Regions from separate parts of the Macaca mulatta genome. Here region 1 is linked to region 2. Evidence: chromatin contacts called from public Hi-C data. All regions are on one chromosome and are shown on one strand. The core of a region is the stretch at or near the end of the contact, and the rest is flanking DNA. Distances in the headings are between cores, read along the strand shown. Region 1 holds the start of ZNF879 (zinc finger protein 879). Region 2 holds the start of LOC144329390 (ZFP2 zinc finger protein).

Region 1 (5,573 bases), core at 2,389-4,888, 140 kb after region 2:
ACTCTGTCAAAGCAGTAAGATGGGACAGTTGTAGGGCTCGCCTCATTTGTTTTTGACTCTCTGGAACCAATGTCCTTTATTGTCTGATGTCTCTTGCTACATGTTTTCTCTTGGTGGCAGTGGTAGTGTGTGCATAAGGTGGGACAGTCATTCCAGTCTTTTTTACTCCATCTTGGCCGGAAATAGTAAACACATTTTTATGGCGTTTGATACATTTTAATCCATTGTAGCTATCATTCTTTTTGGTGATGAATTCTTCCATCTTTGTCCAACAGAAACCCTTGAGCTTGGTTCCTGTGTCCTTTTGACATGTCTCTTATGACAGCTTTCCTGCTTTCAGCCACCGTACCTATCTTGGGCCTTCCCTGCCTTGAATTTATCATAAGCCTTTGTGTTAAATGCGAATCTAGAGACCATCATTTGGTAGCTAATTACTATTGGATTGTCATTCCTTCTAGGCTTTGCAGTGAATAGGAACAGGGACTTTTTTTTTTTTTTTTAGAAAGAACCAAAAATCAATTGTTGATATTTTCAATTTGAATATTAACTAATAGGCTTTTCACTTAACTAGTAATACATTTTATTTGTATTTTTTTTTGCTTACTCTGAAAATCTTGGCTATTGACATTAATGTAATTGTTTATTTACTTTATCCTGCAATATGTATACACATTTGAATTTATCCATATAATATTTTTGGCCAGGTGCAGTGGCTTATGCCTGTAATTCCAGCACTTTGAGAGGCTGAGGCAGGCGGATCATGAAGTCAGGAGTTTGAGACCAGCCTGGCCAACATGGTGAAACCCCATCTCTACTAAAAATACAAAAATTAGCTGGGTGTGGTGGCTTGTGACTGTAATCCCAGTTCCTCGGGAGGCTGAGGCAGAAGAATTGCTTGAACCAGGGAGGCGAAGGTTGCAGTGAGCCAAGATTGCGCCGCTGCACCCCAGCCTGGGTGACAGAGCGAGACTCTGTCTCAAAAAAAAAAAAACAAAAAACTTTTACTATTAGTAAGGATATAAAATGTAGCTTAAGATTACTCTAGGGCTGGTTACAAAGTCGTATATCAGATTTCTATTTGCCCAGTGCTTTCTTATATTTAACATACATATTTAAACATAAAAAAAATCTAAAATTAATTTTTATCTATGTCTATTCCTTTGAATGAGACAAGAACCTTAGCATGCTATCATATCTCCTATTTCTTCATTGTCACTCTCTTTTGTAATCATCTGGGTTTTTCATCCTGTTATTAAATTACCTTCAAATTGCCTTAACCATCATTTTGATTCAGATACGTTTTACTTGTTGATTTACTTACTACAGTTTCTTGTAATCCATGCAAGTTTTACTTCATTTGATTCTTCTTCTTTTTTTTTGAGACAGAGTCTTGCTCTGTGTCCCAGGCTGGAGTGCAGTGGCGCGATCTCGGCTCACTGCAAGCTCCACCTCCCAGGTTCAAGCAATTCCCCTGCCTCAGCCTCCTGAATAGCTGGGATTACAGGCTTGAGCCACCACGCCCAGCCAAAACCTGGTTTTTGCTGACATCACAGAACCCCTGATTCTTTTGTAGCTGGAGTCTGCCCCAGTGATTTCTTGCTATGTCTTATTCATTTCAGCCAACCTGAGCAGTTCCATCTTCTATCACTTGTAGCAAATAACACATGCGAACCTTTTATTCCATCTTTTCTGGTCACTTTTAGGGGTTTCTGTTTATCCTCAGAGTTCTGATATTTCATCGGGGATGTATTTTTTATGGGCCATCCCTACCCTAGCTCATTCATTATGCCAAACACCCTACATTTTATTTACTCTGAAGACTCAGGCCTTCCTCAGCTTGAATGTGTTTTCTGCTATATTTCTATCACTATCTCTTTATGTAATCTATGTGTTATTATTCCCCACCTCCCCATTTTCTCTGCTTTCTTCTTCTGAATCTTTTTATTAGATTTTGGATATCAGAGCACTTATCTCCTGCATGTCTTCCAAATGTTTTTCTCAATCTCTGGTGTTCTGATGGTATTTTTCTAGAGTTGCATGAGATTTGCTCCTTTGAAAATTATATATGTTTGGGGTTACTTTGAAGAATATGAAGAGAAAAAGGGAGGTAATCATGGGTACTTAGTCTGCCACCCTTTACTTTGTAAATCTCAGTGCTATGTTGTTTTGCCAATAATGGTCTACAACTGTTATCTCTTTATTACTATTATTTTAAAATAATAATTAAACACAAAAATAACATATGATCCAGAAGTGGAATTGCCCATATGTTAATTCTATCTTTAATTTTTTTTGAGGAACTGCCACACCGTTTTCCAGCGCAGCGGTACCATTTTATATTCCCACCATTAATGCACAAGGATTGTTTCCTGGTTTTCTTTTTTCCCACATTTTATAATAGCCATCCTAATGAGTGTGAAATTACAGTGGATGTTTGATCAGCATTCCCCTAATGATTAGTGAGGTACATTATTATGTTTTAACAATATAAAACATCCATTTTGTTCAATTTAATTATTTTTACTGTGAAATAATCCTTGTATTATTGTAACACTGCGATCCAAGATTTCTTTTTCATACTATCTACCTGACATCTCTTAGTCCATCTCTGCGTTTTCTATCTTCAAGTACCCTTTGCGTTTAGGTTTGCCTCTGTAAACCCTAATGTTGGATGTTTAAAAAATCACAGTGCAGGTTATCGAGGAGGCAGTTGTGATGATAGCGCTGGGAGTTGGGCTTTATTTTAACCCTAAAATAAATCACTTCAAAAAGTGACTTTAAAGAAGTCACTTTTATTTTATTTCACTTTATTTATTTATTTCACTTTATTTTAACCCTAAAATAAAGAAGTCACTTCAAAAGAAGTCACTTCAAAAGAAGTGAGTGCCATGAAGAGGGAAATACTGGGTTTATGCTTTTGTTTTACTCTGAGTGCCAGTAAATATGTAAAGATTACAAAAATTTATTTATTTATTTATTTGAGACGGAGTCTCGCTCTGTCGCCCAGGCTGGAGTGAGTGGCGCGACCTCAGCTCACTGCAAGCTCCGCCTCCCGGGTTCCCGCCGTTCTCCTGCCTCAGCCTCCCGAGTAGCTGGGACTACAGGCGCCGCCACCACGCCCGGCTGATTTTTTGTATTTTAGTAGAGACGAGGTTGCACCGTGTTGGCCAAGATGGTCTCGATCCATCTTGACCTCGCGATCCGCCCACCTCGGCCTCCCAAAGGGCTGGGATTACAGGCGCGAGCCACCGCGCTCCGCCGAGGTTACAAAATTTAGACATAATTCCTTTTTTATTAAAATTGCGGAATGGACTGTAATAGTTCTCTCACCACCTGTGAATAATCAGCGGCAGCTAGTCTTCCACATTTAAAAATTCATACTCAATTTTCCGTCTTACTATTGTCATTCTAACTACGAATATAGTGAGTGGTTTAGCAGAGAGTAGCTGGAGCCCAAGCTGGAGGGACTCCAGCCTTCTCCAACTCCACAGCCCGACCGCCTTCTCCGCTCTCGGGGCTGTGGTTGCCTCTCGGACACCGTAAGTGGTGGTGCCGCGGCGACGACTGGGAAATGAAGTCCGGAGGGACAAACGCTGCGGTTCAGCCAGGGAAACCCGTCGGCTCTTCGGCGCGCAAGCGCAGTGGCGCCCGGCGGCGACGGGAAGCGTCTCTGAACTAGGTGTTCTGTTCGCCTCTGGTGCGGTGTGCAGCTGCGCTCTCCCCGCCGTGGCGGGCCCAGGTACGGGCTGCCGGTGAGGGCGGGCCCGGGGCGTGCGGCTGTCGCGGCGGGACCAGGACGAGTGCTGGTTGCCGCGCGTGCCCGCCGAGCCCGGGCTCCAGGCGTCCGAGCCGCGGCGGCCTCGGCAGGTGAACCCGGCCCCGGAGGGGGCGTGGCCTGGGAAGGGCCCGGCGGTGGCCGGGAGAGCGCGTCGACGCCGCTGGACTCCTGGGCCGCAGCCTGGGCCGGACTGTGGGGGAAACGGCTCCAGAAAAGAAACTGCAAAACGCCGGTTCGGTTCCGGGTCCAGAGCCCTCCGGGCGGTTTTCCGCTCTTGGCGTTCGTGGGTTTAACCCTCCCTCTACTCCGTTTCCCGGAGTTTAAACTTTAGATTAACTCGTTTTTGGCAGTCTTGCTCGTTTGGCGGTGTTTTCCTACAGTTAGTCCTGGAGAGATTTAACCATTTCCTTTTTTATTTACCGTAACCATGTCCACTTGCTAAGTTACTTCCCATTTCTCTAAATTTTAAATCCATTTCTAGCCGGTGGTGCTATTCTTTTGAGCCCTTGTTTTTTGGGCCGGGGAGAATGGGTAACGCCACCTTTAAGCAGCTTTGATAACTGTTTTTGATGAAAGAAAACTTACAAGAGGAAGAAAAGAGGACTAATTTTTGGTTGGCTGTTCCTAAAAAGGGCATCAGTTCTTCAATTGCTGTTTTTCGTATTGAACAACATCCAAGTGCAGATGTGTGGAATATTGTGTCATTTCCTATTACTCTATCTGGATGAGCCTTGCCTGATGGTGCTTAATGCACGCCAGATGGTCTTCATCCCTTCGCTCCATTCGTCTTTATCGTAAAGCACTGGCAGAAAGGTGGCAGGCCCGGTGACTGTGTACCGGCTTCCCACACTGGTTTAGGTGGCCGGACTCAAGGCCCCTGTGGCCTGGACAGTGCCAGGCTCCTTCTCTGCAGATGCTCAGCTTATGGCTTCTAACCTGGTCTGGTCTAATGAGGGTGGGCATGCAGGCTGGATGAAAAGACCTCACAGCTTCTTTCTCCATTCCAGGTGCCTTCCCCAAGAGGGGCAGCAGGGAGGGAGAAATGGCAAGGAGGTTGCTGCCAGCCCAGGTACAGGTGAGTGAAGGCTTCTTTTTGCTTGAACTGCCTTCGGGGTCTAGAGGTGGCAAACTTGTTCATCTGTTGTTGAGCTTCTCTACCCAGTGAAGCTCAGGGAAGGACCAGAGGGCTTGGTAGCTGAGGAACTCTGGAAGGAAGGTGTTTCCCTTGCCTTAGAGCCTGTCTCATACTTTTTTTTTCTTTTTTGAGATAGGGTCTCACTCTGTTACCCAGGCTGGAGTGCAGTGGCACGAACACGGCTCACTGCAGTCTCAGCCTCCCTGGTAGTTGGGACTACAGGCATGTGCCACCACAGCCGGCTAATTTTTGTATTTTTAGTAGAGACCAGATTTCACCAAGTTGGCCAGGCTGATCTCGAACCCCTGACCTCAAGCAATCTGCCCGCCTCAGCCTCCTAAAGTGTTGGGACTACAGGCGTGAGCCACCGTGCCCGGCCCCCAGTCTCATACTTTTTGACAAAGAATTTAATGGGGCTCCAATGCCAGGCCACTGCCACTCCCAGAGCTTTGTGAAAGATTTAGGTATGTTTTTGCCTTGTGGAGGACAAAGACACGGAGGGGTAAAATAATCCCTTCCTAACACTGGAAAATTTCTAAAAGAGAGGCCCTGTATTCCCAGGACCTTGGGAGGCCAAGGCAGGTGGATCACTTGACGTCAGAAGTTCAAGACCAGCCTGACCAACATGGTGAAACCTGGTCTCTACTAAAAATACAAAAA
Region 2 (6,104 bases), core at 3,213-5,712:
CCACTTTAGTGCCTTTGACATTGAACTCATGGGATTCTGGATGACCAGGGTCATTGTCCAATATCAAAAGAAAATTCAAGAGCAGTCCCTTACTGGCAAGGTACTTCCTGATTTCATGGACAAAAGCATCAGTGGAACCAGTCCAGAAAAAGTTTCTCATTGTCCAGGCCTTTTGGTCGTGTGCCCAAGAACGGAAAGTTCGTACTTAACCTTTTTCCTCCAAGGCTTGGAGGTCAGCAGCGTTATACATAACAGCAGTTCTGACTACTTTTGCACGAAACAGTAAAGATACTCTATTCCTTCCTGCCTTTATTTTTTGTAAAGACAGCATCTTGCCATGTTGCCCACGCTGCCCTGGAACTTGCGGTCTCAAGTGATCCCGCGACTTCAGCTTCCCAGGGTGCTGGGATTACAGGCATGAGCCACTGTACCCAGCCTGGCTTTTACCTTTCCTACAGCTGTCGAATTTGGCAATATTTCAGGTTTGCCAAGAAAATAACATCCATCTGCTTCCAAGATTTAAAATGTTGCTGGCGTGTCCTTACTTGTTCTACCTGACCTTGTGAATTAACAAGCTTTCAAACAATCCTTTACATTTGCTTTTAGTGGTACAGAGGAGGCAAAATACATTTTCCTTGGCCATCTATGTTCGTGGCTGAGACCCCTAAGACAAAAGACAGATTAACAAGAGCAAAACATACAAGTTTGTTTAATGTAAGTTTTACATGACACAGCAGCCTACATAAGGAAAAGAAGTCCCAAAGAAACAGTTGTGTATTTTTATGCTAACTTTGATGAAGTCACAGAGAAATATAAATGGACAAAGAGGATATGATCTAATGGTAATACACTGGGGGCAACTTAGCAAGGCCTGTTTGTTCAGAGGTTTCTCTGTGACTATGTGTCTTCAGCAATAAAGATGTTACTTTCCTCCAGGTACAGGGAGGGCAAATGTCACATGAGAATCTTACGACCTGCTTCAGGGGAAGTTTAGTAAATTCGTACTAGGTTTTACAACCTGCTTTGTGGGAGATGTGTGGAAAAGTCCTTCCTGTTTCTGCTGTTTTCTCAAATGATGAGGTGCCATATTTTGGCAGTGTGTGTCCTGAACTCCATCAATACATATGGGGAGGGAACAAAATTAGATGTGTTCTACCCAATCTGCCTTCTTTTCTTCTTTACTGTATGCTTTGAAGGCTGCAAAATTTCCTCTCAACATTCCCTTTACCTAAATCTTTTCTAAAAAGTTTCTAGTCTTTTAAAAAATGTCTAGCTTAATTACATTGTCAAAGAATATGGTCTCATGTGATACCAATTCTTTGAAATGTGTTGAGGCTACTTTACAGACTAGTATGAGATCTTTTCGTAAATAAATATATGCTTTTACATGTTTTCTTCAGTTTTGGGATGGACTAGCCTATATGTCCATTCATTAATATAAAACTAATTTTGCTTTTCATATATTTCATATCTATAGTGACCTTTTTGTCAGCTTTTCTACTAGTTATTGAGAAGGTAGGTTAAAAACTCTGAGGCCAGGGTGGTGTCTGAGGCCTATAATCCCAGCATTTTGGGAGGCCAAGGCAGGAGGATTGCTTGAGACCAGCCTGGGCAACAAAGTAAGATCCCATCCCTACAAAAAACAAAGGAAACAAAACTAAAACTGACTCCCTGCTGTGGTGGATTTCTCAGAACTCTTGGTTCTGCCCATGTTTGCTTTACGTATTTTGTATCTTAGTTATTAAATACATAAAAGTTTAAAATATTTTCTTTCCTGATAAATTAATGCCTTTTTTTTTTAAAGACAGTCACGCTCTTGTTGCCCAGGCTGGAGTGCGGTGTCCTGATACCAGCTCACTGCAATCTCTGCTTCTCGGGTTCAGGTGATTCTCCTGCCTCAGCCTCCCGAGTAGCTGGGACTACAGGTGCCGCCACCACACCTGGGTAATTTTGTATTTTAGTAGAGACGGGGTTTCACCATGTTGGCAGGCTCGTCTCGAATTCCTGACCTCAGGTGATTGACCCGCCTCGGCCTCCCAAAGTGCTAGAATATTATAGGCATGAGCCACTGTGCCTAGCTAAATTAATCCTTTTATCATTATGTAATTACCTTCTCTACCTGTAGTAATATTTTTTACCTTGAAGTTTTTGTTTGATCTAAATGTAGCTACATAAACTTTCTATGTTTAGTATTTGCCTGTTTTATCTTTTTCCACCTTTGACTTTCAACCTTTGTTTATCCTCATGTTTTAATAGCTAGATTTTTACAAATCTATTCTGACAGGTTTTTTTTTTTTGTTTTTTTTTTTTTTGTTTTTTTGAGACAGAGTTTCACTCCTGTTGTCCAGTCTGGAATGAAATGACGCAATCCCAGCCCACTGCAACCTTTGCCTGCCTCTCTGCTTCAAGCAGTTCTCCTGCCTCAGCCTCCCGAGTACCTGGGATTACAGGCATGCTCCACCATGCCTGACCAATTTTTTATTTTTAGTAGAGAAGGGGTTTCTTTATGTTGGTCAGGCTCATCCTGAACTCCCGACCTCAGGTGATCTGCTTGCCTCAGCCTCCCAAAGTGCTGGGATTACAGGCGTGAGCCACCACACCTGGCCTTTTCTTTTCATTTGAAAGCTCATTCCATGTGTCTATGTAGTGATTATTGATAGACTTGGATTTATTGCTATCATTTTCTTGTTTACTGTTTGTTTCAAGTTTTCTGATTTTCTCTCTTCCACCCCAACCTCTTTACCTACTTTTTGAAATTGCACACTCTATGTTGTGGAGGTTGATGAAGGACCATTTCTCTACCAGAACAACTGTGATGAATATGTTTAGGAGGTTTCCATGTTACAGTGTTCTTGTGATTCTGGAGACAACTTGTTCAAGCCATACGTCTTAGTGCAGCAGTAGATTTTTTAGTTAATAATGTTTGGGGCTATCTGGGTTACCTTAGGTTGACTATATGAATAGTTAAGTTTTTCGTATTTTTCAGTATTTTGAAATAGTTCAGACAGTTGTGAAAGAAAAAGGTATTAAAGACAGTAAAACAGATTTTATTAAGTATTGCAGTGGAGGAAAGCAGCTTCAGTAAAGCTGAGCTCAACTCTGATTACAGCAAAGCCAGCCTGGGATTTATAAAGCGTACAAGCACAGTGAGGAGTCAGTGGGTGAAAAATGTCTAAAAGCAGACATCAGGGGTATGGGGATTGTCGCTAAAGGCAGGTCAAGGACTTAAGACTTCAAGGTGGCAGATGAGAAATTTGGCTAACTATTGAGGATTGGCTCTCTAGCAGGATTCTAGGGACTTGCAGGCCCAGGACAAGGCCTGGTTAAAAAGAGGGGCTTAGAGGCCTAAAGTTTGGGTAAGGAGAGTGTCTTTGTCACCGTGAAAGAAGCAGAGGAAATTAGCAGCTACCTTTAGAAAACCAAGTGTTACCATATAAGCTACTACGTTGATCTGCACTTCTCCAAGTTCCAAAGTGGCAGATCCATTTGAAATTACCCAAACATAGGCCACACATTTAACTGATGGAGATTTTGTCTACATTCTGTACATTGATAATTCTGAAGCACTCCGAGCAGTGCCTGACAGTGAGTGAGCTGGGGGACGGGGTGTGGTAGTGACTCCTGAGAGGCCCGCAACACGTGCGGCACTGTGCAGCCTCATCTCTTCGTTATTCCTTGGTAAGGAGGACCTCTGGGTTCCATGCTTTCAGAGGACAGTGAGGCTTAGCCAAGGCCACCTCCCCTCCCCATGGGGTGGATGCCCACAGACTCCAAAGAGAGACTCTTTTTCTTTTCTTTTTGTTTTTTGTTTTGAGACGGAGTCTTGCTCTGTCACCCAGGCTAGAGTGTAATGGCACGAGCTCAGCTCAGTGCAACTTCTGCCTTCCGGGTTCAAGCGATTCTCCTGCCTCAGCCTCCAGAGTAGCTGGGATTACAGGTGCACATCACCGTGCCCAGCTAATTTTTTGCTTGTCTGTTTTGAGACAGAGTTTCACTCTTGTTGCCCAGGCTGGAGTGCAATGCACAATCTCAGCTCAGTGCAACCTCCACCTCCCGGGTTCAAGCAATTCTGCCTGTCTCCCAAGTAGCTGGGAGTACAGGCATGCGTCACCATGCCCGGCCTTTTTTTTTCTTTTCTTTTTTTTTTTTAAAGCATATTTAGTGAAAACAAGGTTTCTCCATTTTGGTCAGGCTGGTCTCGAACTCCTGACCTCAGGTGATCCACCACCTACCAAAGTGCTGGGATTACAGGCGTGAGCCACCACACCTGGCCAGACAGAGTTCTTTAGGCGGGGTAAGGGGCCGCCTGGGAACCCCGCGTCCCGCCTGGACACACCGATGACCTGCAGCGGCCACACAGTGGGCCACTGGCACAGCCTTGCCCTCTGGGCCCCCGTGCCTGCGCACTCCGACGGCCTGTTCGCGCTGCAGCCCCGCTGCCTTGTGGGAAATGTAGTCCGGCGCTCCGGGCCGTAAGCGCCGGGCGCGGCTGCGTCGGTCGCCACTGCTCCCGCTCCTGCGCTCCTGCTGGGAGAGGGTGAGTGCAGGGCCGGTGGCGGGGGTGTGCGCCAGCCTGAGTCTCGTAGGCCCCCGCAGGAGGAGCTCCGCACTGCTGGGCGAGGCCCCTGCCTCCTGAGGGCTGAGGGGCGGGCCCGCCGCAGATGGGCCGGGGGCGCGGCCTCCAGCTCCCGGTGCGCTCCTTCCCCAGGAGCTGGCGGCAGGAGCACACGGGCTGCCGACCTCCAGCGCGGTCCTGGTCAGGCGCCAAGGAGGAATCACAGCCCGGGAGCAGCGGGGATGGGGGCTCGAACAAGGGCCACACCAGCCACCACGGGTCAGGGAGGGGCCCAAGGTTCCAGGAGTCGCTCAGAGCCAGGTTCCTCCTTGGCTTTCCCCAGCCGCGCGCAGTTTTGTCCTGGGACAGGGCAGATGCTGCGAACGTGGAGCGAACCTGCCCCGCAGACATCCTGGGGATTCTGGGCGACAGGCCGGGTCTCCCTGCGCAGCATCTGCCCTTTGTGTAAACCGTGTCTGGGGACCCGCCCTCTGGTTCTCATTTGGAGGGCGCTGGCGTGGGTTCACCTCCCATCTCTCAATAAGAATTGGGAGGCCAACGTGGTGCAGGTTTCTACCTCGGAATCTTTTTTTTCCCTTAAGCCATTTCACTGTAGCGCAACTAGAAAATTCAGATTAAAACAATCATTCAAAATATATATCAATCTGCATGGCAGCGTGAATATGTGTATAAGCGTAGAAACACTTTGCGCTTTGTTTTTAAACAAATATGAATATTAGTAACTTTTTCACCATCTATCTTTTAGAATTGAGTCATGAGATGCGTTTGGTAAGGGGTTTGAAGTGCACAAATCTTAAGCCTCATAGTTTTTTACTGGCCTAAACATCCAATGAAGATAGAGAATACACCTGAAAAAAAAGCATTTCAATATGTTGACGCCATCTACTTATACCAGATTTTAAATACGTCGTCGTTTTAATGAGTGTGAGGGAAAGTATGGATCCTCGTATTTAATCCTCTCCTTAGGTTTTTGTGTTAGGGTTTTTTTTTTTTCCCCCCCCAGTATTATAAACAATATAGGCCATCTGGCTGCATACATCTTTGCATTTTGTCTTATTCTATAAATCTCTTAAAGTGCTGAGATCTGGCCACTGCATTCCAGCCTGTGCGACAGAGCAAGACTCCGTCTCAAAAAAAAAAAAAAAAAAAAAAGTCTCTTAAAGTGAAATTTCTAGGTCAAGGGTACAGTAAGGCTTTTGATACTTCCTGTCTTATTCCCTCCAGAAAAGTTCCAGTTTATACAAACACTTGCAGTGTAAGAGTGCGAGATTTACCCACACCAACTGTGAATGTTAGTATTCTCTTGAACTTCTGAGAGGTGCAAAAGATAGGATTGTTTACATTTGCATTTTGAACACTAATGAATATTTTCATGCAGTTTGCATTTTGTATTTTAATGTTGTGTCTCATACATAAATAAGCTTCTTTCCTGACTATGCAGAAATGTCACAGGTTCGTATGGTCAGACATGAAAACCTTTTCTTCACGTTTGGGTGTTTGACATCATTGGCAGAGAAGCTGTCTGTCC

Evidence for each region. Hi-C and Micro-C count contacts between places; a contact is called where the count stands out from the background.
Region 1: a Hi-C map of fetal cortical plate shows a contact between it and region 2, with 1.7 times the contacts expected there. The contact joins the promoter of ZNF879 here to the promoter of LOC144329390 in region 2.

Annotation. Positions count from the first base shown.
Region 1 is chr6:187,938,405-187,943,977 of T2T-MMU8v2.0, forward strand. It overlaps ZNF879 (zinc finger protein 879), which reads left to right and starts at 3,639. Exons shown (of 5, transcript XM_015141619.3): 1 at 3,639-4,010; 2 at 4,786-4,853. The coding sequence starts at 4,821. It also overlaps the pseudogene LOC100425559.
Region 2 is chr6:187,801,435-187,807,538 of T2T-MMU8v2.0, forward strand. It overlaps LOC144329390 (ZFP2 zinc finger protein), which reads left to right and starts at 4,463. Exons shown (of 6, transcript XM_077937510.1): 1 at 4,463-4,537. The region is part of intron 8 of ZFP2 (ZFP2 zinc finger protein); the gene reads left to right.